Regions from separate parts of the Mus musculus genome. Here region 2 is linked to region 1. Evidence: chromatin contacts called from public HiChIP or PLAC-seq data. All regions are on one chromosome and are shown on one strand. The core of a region is the stretch at or near the end of the contact, and the rest is flanking DNA. Distances in the headings are between cores, read along the strand shown. Region 1 overlaps Cltc (clathrin, heavy polypeptide (Hc)). Region 2 has its middle 17 kb from the start of Ypel2.

What was found. HiChIP or PLAC-seq counts read pairs in DNA pulled down with a chosen protein or histone mark.
Region 2: a contact with region 1 is called in an H3K4me3 HiChIP or PLAC-seq map of bone marrow-derived macrophages, with 4 times the contacts expected there. The contact joins two enhancer-like sites. A contact is called at or near these places in 2 of 15 datasets of contacts at CTCF or cohesin (large pre-B cells and pro-B cells), 16 of 484 Hi-C or Micro-C datasets (the AML12 cell line, the G1E-ER4 cell line, the HPC-5 cell line and 12 more), 5 of 115 datasets of contacts at active chromatin or transcription factors (bone marrow-derived macrophages, cardiomyocytes, embryonic basal ganglia and 2 more) and 3 of 9 other capture datasets (adipose tissue, liver and pancreatic islet).

What each region holds. Positions count from the first base shown.
Region 1 is chr11:86,715,838-86,719,116 of GRCm38.p6, forward strand. It overlaps Cltc (clathrin, heavy polypeptide (Hc)), which reads right to left. Exons shown (of 32, transcript NM_001003908.2): 14 at 2,061-2,224. Among named protein-coding and RNA genes, the nearest start is that of Ptrh2, 33 kb to the left of the region's middle. Within about 2 kb of position 1,899, at least 39 of the 459 cell types and tissues checked have an H3K27ac peak or open chromatin away from gene starts, as enhancers often do. A contact at or near this core is called in bone marrow-derived macrophages, where this site is marked.
Region 2 is chr11:87,009,324-87,012,725 of GRCm38.p6, forward strand. No RefSeq gene overlaps it. Among named protein-coding and RNA genes, the nearest start is that of Ypel2, 17 kb to the left of the region's middle. Within about 2 kb of position 1,363, at least 73 of the 459 cell types and tissues checked have an H3K27ac peak or open chromatin away from gene starts, as enhancers often do. A contact at or near this core is called in bone marrow-derived macrophages, where this site is marked.

The sequences.
Region 1 (3,279 bases), core at 649-3,148:
CATTTGGCAAGTTTCTTGGGAACCCTAGAAAGTTTGACATTATCATGCTGGCTAGGCTGCCCAGAAAAGTTATGTGGCTAAGATATGACTTATAAAGTTATAATCACTGGGGGAAAGTTTATCTTTCATTTGAAAATATAAGATAATCTTGGGGGCTGGTGAGATGGCTCAGTGGGTAAGAGCACCCAACTGTTCTTCCGAAGGTCCAGAGTTCAAATCCCAGCAACCACATGGTGGCTCACAACCATCCGTAACAAGATCTGACTCCCTCTTCTGGAGTGTCTGAAGACAGCTACAGTGTACTTACAGATAATAAATAAATAAATCTTTAAAAAAAAAAAAAAAAAAAGAAAATATAAGATAATCTCATCATTTTGACTATTTTGTTACATAAAATCCCTGTGGGTTTGGCTATCAGACCCCAGTTAAATTCAAAAGAATAAATATCAGATGATACAGCTGTAAACTACCTCCAAGTGATAATAGGTAGAGGCAAGACATGCAAATTCCATGTAATAATGGTTTTGTGCTCAATCTACAATTCTCCCAAAAAACAAAAGTTAAAAAATGTCATGTGTGACAGTGGACAAGTGGTACTCTCTGAGTTTAAGAATTTTTCTCATCTTTCATTGATAGATAGCTACAAATTTTTACTTTTCCCCATAAAATAACTGGTATGAGAATAATGTTAACAAGCAAAGTTAAACAAATTAAAAACCCTTACTATTCTCTAGCTTAGCATTCTTTAGGACATTATTCTTCACTCCAGCCAGAGGCAGCCTTTATTCTCTCCAACTGAATTCATGTGTCACAAAGTCAATTTATCTTGATCCCACTTGGTTTATAAATTATACATTAACACTTCATTTCTGGATTCAGACAGATGTGATGCTAGAAGTAAATCTAGATGTTTCCTTAACCTACAATAAAGGATCTTGAAAATGATGCCAAAGATAAACTGAAAAATACAAGCATCTAAGGCAGAGGCTGGAAGATGGCTCAGTAGGTAAAGACGTTTATATGGAGACTAACATTCTGAGTTCTAGACGCAGTAACTACATGATGCAAAGATAGAACTGACTCCCAAGAGTTGACCTCTGACCTCCATGCAATGGCCTGGGCACAGAAACATCATCACAAACATCAACACAAAATGAAAACATAAATAAATGTTAAAAAAAATTGAAGAGTAAAATATAAGAAACCTAAGCCAAGAATGATGCCTTCTGGAAGATGCTGGTTTTACCACATACCAAGGCCAGCCTAGACACTGCAAAGTGAGACTATCTCAAAAAAAATAGGAAAGATGATTCAAAGAGTAAGGGCACTTGTGCCAAATGTGAAGATCTGAGTTTGACCCCTGGGCCTTCCATGATACAAGGAGAGAGCTAGCTCTTATGCACATTGTTCTCCCCAGACAAAAATTTTCAAGGCAGTAGAAAGACAAAATCAATAACTGTGCCTTAAAAAAAAAATAAAGGAATCAAAGCCTTTTATGGACTAGAGGCCATCTACTTCCTGTTGTACATATTAATAATGTACACATTACAGGTATGTGTCACCACCTGGGGAAAGAGCTGAATATTCTAAAATGTCATCAAGAACAACTTTAAACTGTGTTTTTCTTAAACCAGCCCTAGTGACACACATCTTTAATCCCAGCACTCAAGAGGCAGGGGCAGGCAGATCTCCAGCCTGGTCTATATACTGAATTCTAGAACAGCCAGGGCTACAGAGTGAGACCCTGTAACAAAAGAAAAAAGAGAAAAGAGAAAAAAGAAATGTGTCTTTTGATTTTTTTTTTTTTAAAAAAAGGAAGTTCTTTGAAAATGAAACTGTTTTTCCTTCTTTTTAAACAGATGGTCGTTCTTAGGTACTACTTACTAATTTCCTTCCTTATTTCTTGAGAAACCACAGAGTATTAAGTTTAGAAAAAATAACCCAGCACAGAATTTGAGAATGCTAAGATTTTCAAATGTAAGAAAAATATTCTCAAGCCCGACTCAACCCTTGTAGAACTGCTTAAGTCAATCAGAAGCACGTAACTTAAAGCCACTTACCTTGAGAAAATTCTTGACTCGCTCGGGATCATAGCAGTTGCTTTCTCTGCAGATTCTTTCCACTTCTTTGATTTGCCCAGTCTTGCAAGCCGCCTGAATATATTTAAAGTGCACATCTGGGTCCTGACTAAAGTTAACAATGGACCCCAGAAAATAAAAGAGACCTTAAAGAAACAAAAGTAACTGAGATTAAGGAACATAGGCAGGTTTTGTTTGTTTGCTTGCTTGCTTGCTTGCTCTAAGACAAGGTCTCACTGTGAAGCCCTGGTCTCTTCATGGAGTCCTGGCTGTCCTGATTTTGCTGTATAAGCCAGACAGACTGGTCACAAAATCAGAGATCCTCCTGTCTCTGACTCCAAAGTGCTGAGATTAAAAGCATGTACCATCAAGCCTGGCTATACTTTTGAGAATGAAAGAACTAAAAATTAAGCAATTACAAGTCATGATTACAGAAAAGGTTCCTAGTAAGTTGGCTGTTTTAAAAGTTCAGTAAGAATACACATTAATCCAGAAGCCACTTGAACAAATCAGGTATAAATTTCAGTCCCTACACAACAGGAAATTCTGTTTAAAAGTATCTTTCTGTGTTTTAGTGTTTTTGAGAGGATTTGTCGTATAGTTCAGGCTGTCCTTGAATCTATCATAAACCTGTCTCATTTTTCTGAGTGGCCACTCTGCCTGGCTCGGAAGTTTTCAAATAGTAAAGGACAGCGCCTCAATAGCAAAGCAAATGTTTATACCACATTTCATGAGACACTTTAAATCAAGTATCACATACCAGATAGCTTTGCATAAAACTTTCAAAAATTTAGTGTAGAGCTGTCCATAAGAACTTTCTGGAGTGATGACCTATATCATCTGCCTTAGACACTAACCTCCCATGGCTCACCTCAAGCGTAGCTAGACTAACTCTAGAAACTTTCAATTATATTTTAATTATTTAATTGAATTTTAAATAGCTGGGCTAATGAAGCACAAAACCCCCTTAGGAGAAATGTTCACTATTGCAAGAGTCAGAGCGGTGCTTTTAATATTACTGTAATTAGTCGTCAGTATTTTAATATTATGCAGCTAACACAAGACAATAAATTTCTTAACCCAAATTTCTGCCTTTAGTTCATAAAATACCCAAGCAGGTGTTCTTCTACACTGTATACCTCAAGGATCCCATGACATGAGGGGTCCTAGAGAAGACATGTCCCATAAAAGTGTTTTTCAG
Region 2 (3,402 bases), core at 113-2,612, 290 kb after region 1:
ATTCAACTAGACCTGCTGGCCGATGATCCAGCGATTCGCTTCTCCCTGCCCACATTGCTGAAGCTATAGACTCATTGCTCAGCTTTTACCCTGTGCTAGGGATGGAAGCTCAAGCCCTCCTGCTTGGGCCATGGTCTGGTTGTCGTTTTGATACAGGGTCTCACATTGTAGCTCAACAGTATGAGGGCCTCAAGATTGAGGTGGTCTCCTACCTTGGCTTTCCAAATACTGGGATTATAGACGTAAGCCACTATGCCCAGCTTAACTCAAGACCCTCTCTTCAGAAGAGGAATCTAGAGTCGGCACCGTGCTCTTCTCTGCTCTCTGCTGAGCCCTCTCTTACCTGCCTCCAAGTACTCCGCTGAGCAAGTCACAGAAAGACTGGCAAGAAGCCACAAAAGCAGAGCTATATTCCGCAGTGAAGCCTGTTATGGGGTGCAGGACACATCACCCTCAGAAATAACCCAGTAAGTAAGCTGGATGAGGGTCGTCAGCCGAAACTCATTTCTCGAAAGGAAATTAACGTCTGTCTCCAGCCTAATGAGGACCTGCGCTTCTGGCTTTTGTTGTTTTGTTTTGAAAACCGGGTCTCACTGTGTAGCCCTGGCTAGTTTGGAACTCAGGATGTAGACCAGGCTGACCTCAAATTCCCAGAAACCTACTCGCCTCTGCTGGGATTAAAGGCACAAGCCACCCCACCCCACCCTCCAGTTTCCTGGTTTTATTAACATTTGTTACAGTGAAGGCACCAATCAGTACATTTTTAAATCCAATAATTCCCATTTCCTGAGATTTTACGTAATGTTGTTTTTCTCTTCTTACTGGCATCTCAGCCAAAATATCAGGTTATAGTTTGTCAACTTTCTCTACTGTAGTTACACACACACACACACACACACAAATAAATCAATGTAACTTCTGTTTTTGTTTTTTTGTTTTTTGTTTTTTTTTTTTGAGACAAGGTTTCTCTGTGTAACCCTGGCTCTCCTGGAACTCACTCTGTAGCCCTGGCTGGCCTGGAAATCACATATCCACCTGCCTCTGCCTCCTGAGTGCTGGGATTAAAGATGTGTGCCACCAGGCCCAACCAGGTTTAGCTTTTGTTGTTGTTGTTTGTTTTTTTGAGGCAGGGTTTTTCTGTGTAGTCCTGGCTGTCCTGGAACTCACTTTGTAGACCAGGCTGGCCTTGAACTCAGAAATCCGCTTGCCTCTGCCTCCCAAGTGCTGGGATTAAAGGCGTGCACCACCACGCCCGGCAGCATTTTTTAAAAATAAAAACAGGTGTGTTCAGATTACCAAAAGAGAACAATTCGGTAGTTCCCACAACCCAATGCAAGACTGACTCAAATCATAATTAGGTCTAGGGAGACCTCCTGTGGTTAAACTTGGGTATAGCTTCCCAGTGTCCGCTTTCCAGGCCTGGTCATTCCTAATGAATCCAAGAGTTCTCTCTTCACCCCAACCAGCCTCAGGCAAAATCTAAGAACATTCTGGGAGCATCACTACCAGTAGAGGCCAGATACACGCTGAGCTTCCTATAACGTTCGGGATCACCCTGAAATTTAAAAATTTGAGGCCAAGAGCTGTGAATACAACTATAATGGAGAGAGCCAAAGATCCTCATTTTTGGGGGGGGGGGTGCTGGAGAGATGGTTCAGTGGTTAATACTACTGAATGCTCTTCCAGAGGTCCTGAGTTCAATTCCCAGCAACAACATGGTGGCTCACAACCATCTATAATGGGATCCGGTGTCCTCTTCTGGTGTGTCTGAAGACAGCTACAGTGTACTCATATATGCATAAAATAAATAAATCCTTTTAAGAAGGTTGTGGAGAGATACATTCTTTTATTTATTTAGGATTTTAAAAACACATTTTGTTTATTTTTGCTTTGCTTTGGAGACAGGGTCTCACAGGCTGTCTTAAACTTACTAGGTATTTCAGGTTAGCCTTGAACTTTTAGCAATCCTGCCTCAGCCTCCCGCAAGCTGGGATTACATTTCCCAGCTGTGTAAAACAGTTCCAGGGGATCTGAGAAGCTCACACAGATACACATGCAGGTGAAACACTAATGCACATAAAATAAAAATAAATAACTTAAAAGTTTCTTGATTAATGATCATACTCTGGCTTTAAAAAAATGTCCTTTTTTATTTTGTGTGTTGGGGTGCTGTGCACACATGCCATCATATGCCTGCCATCATATGCCATCAGTGGTCAGGGGACAGTTTGTGAGAGTCAGCTCTCTTCCACCACATGGGTTGCTGTCCTCACCCTGGACAGCAAGAAACTTTGCCTGCTGATTCATCTCGCCCTCCTCCCACCCCCACCCCACCCCCATCTGCTCTTTTTTTTAAAATTTATTTATTATATGTAAGTGCACTGCAGCTGTCTTCAGACACACCAGAAGAGGATACCGGATCCCATTACAGATGGTTGTGAGCCACCATGTGGTTGCTGGGATTTGAACTCAGGACCTTTGGAAGAGCAGTCGGGTGCTCTTACCTGCTGAGCCATCTCACCAGCCCCACTCTTTTTTTTTTTAAAGATTTATTTATTATTATATCTAAGCACACTGTAGCTGTCTTAACCTAACCCTGATGCACCAGAAGAGGTCGTCAGATCTCATTACAGATGGTTGTGAGCCACCATGTGGTTGCGAGGATTTGAACTCAGGACCTTCGGAAAAGCAGTAGGTGCTCTTAACCACTGAGCCATCTCTCCAGCCCCCACGGCTGCTCTTATATTGGACACAGGCTCACTCTGTAGCTCTGGTTGGCCCAGACCTTACTGTGTACCAGACTGATCTCAAAGAGTGCCGGGATTAAAAGTGTGGACCAAGTGGGGCGGTGGTGGCACACACCTTTAATACCAACACTCAGGAGGCAGAGGCAGGCAGATCTCTGTGAGTTCAAGGCCAGCCTGGTCTACAGAGTGAGTTCCAGGACAGCCAGGGCTACACAGTGAAACTCAGTATTAGGGGGTGGGGGTGGGGTGGAGTGGGGGATAGTTGTGCACCCCCAAATCTGGACTGCTTTTCCTTTTTTAATTAAAAATTTCTCATAGGATATATTTTGATCATGTTTTCCCCTCCCCACCCAATTTTAAGTTTTATATTCTCTCTCAAAACAAAAAGAAAAACAACAAAACAAAACAAAACAAAAAAACTATACACAATAACAGAATGCCAGAACCAGAAATCAAGAAACAAAAACTCCCTACAAAAACAAAATTTAAAACAAACTGGCAAAAGACTAATAACACAAAAAAAGGCCTAAACAAAGCAAAACTAAGGAAAAAGTTCATAAAACACCATTGAGTTTGTTCTGTTGAGCAGCTACTTTTTGGCATGGGGTCTCCTGGACTGTGGTTGATGTACTCAGTGACACTCCACTGGCGAAAG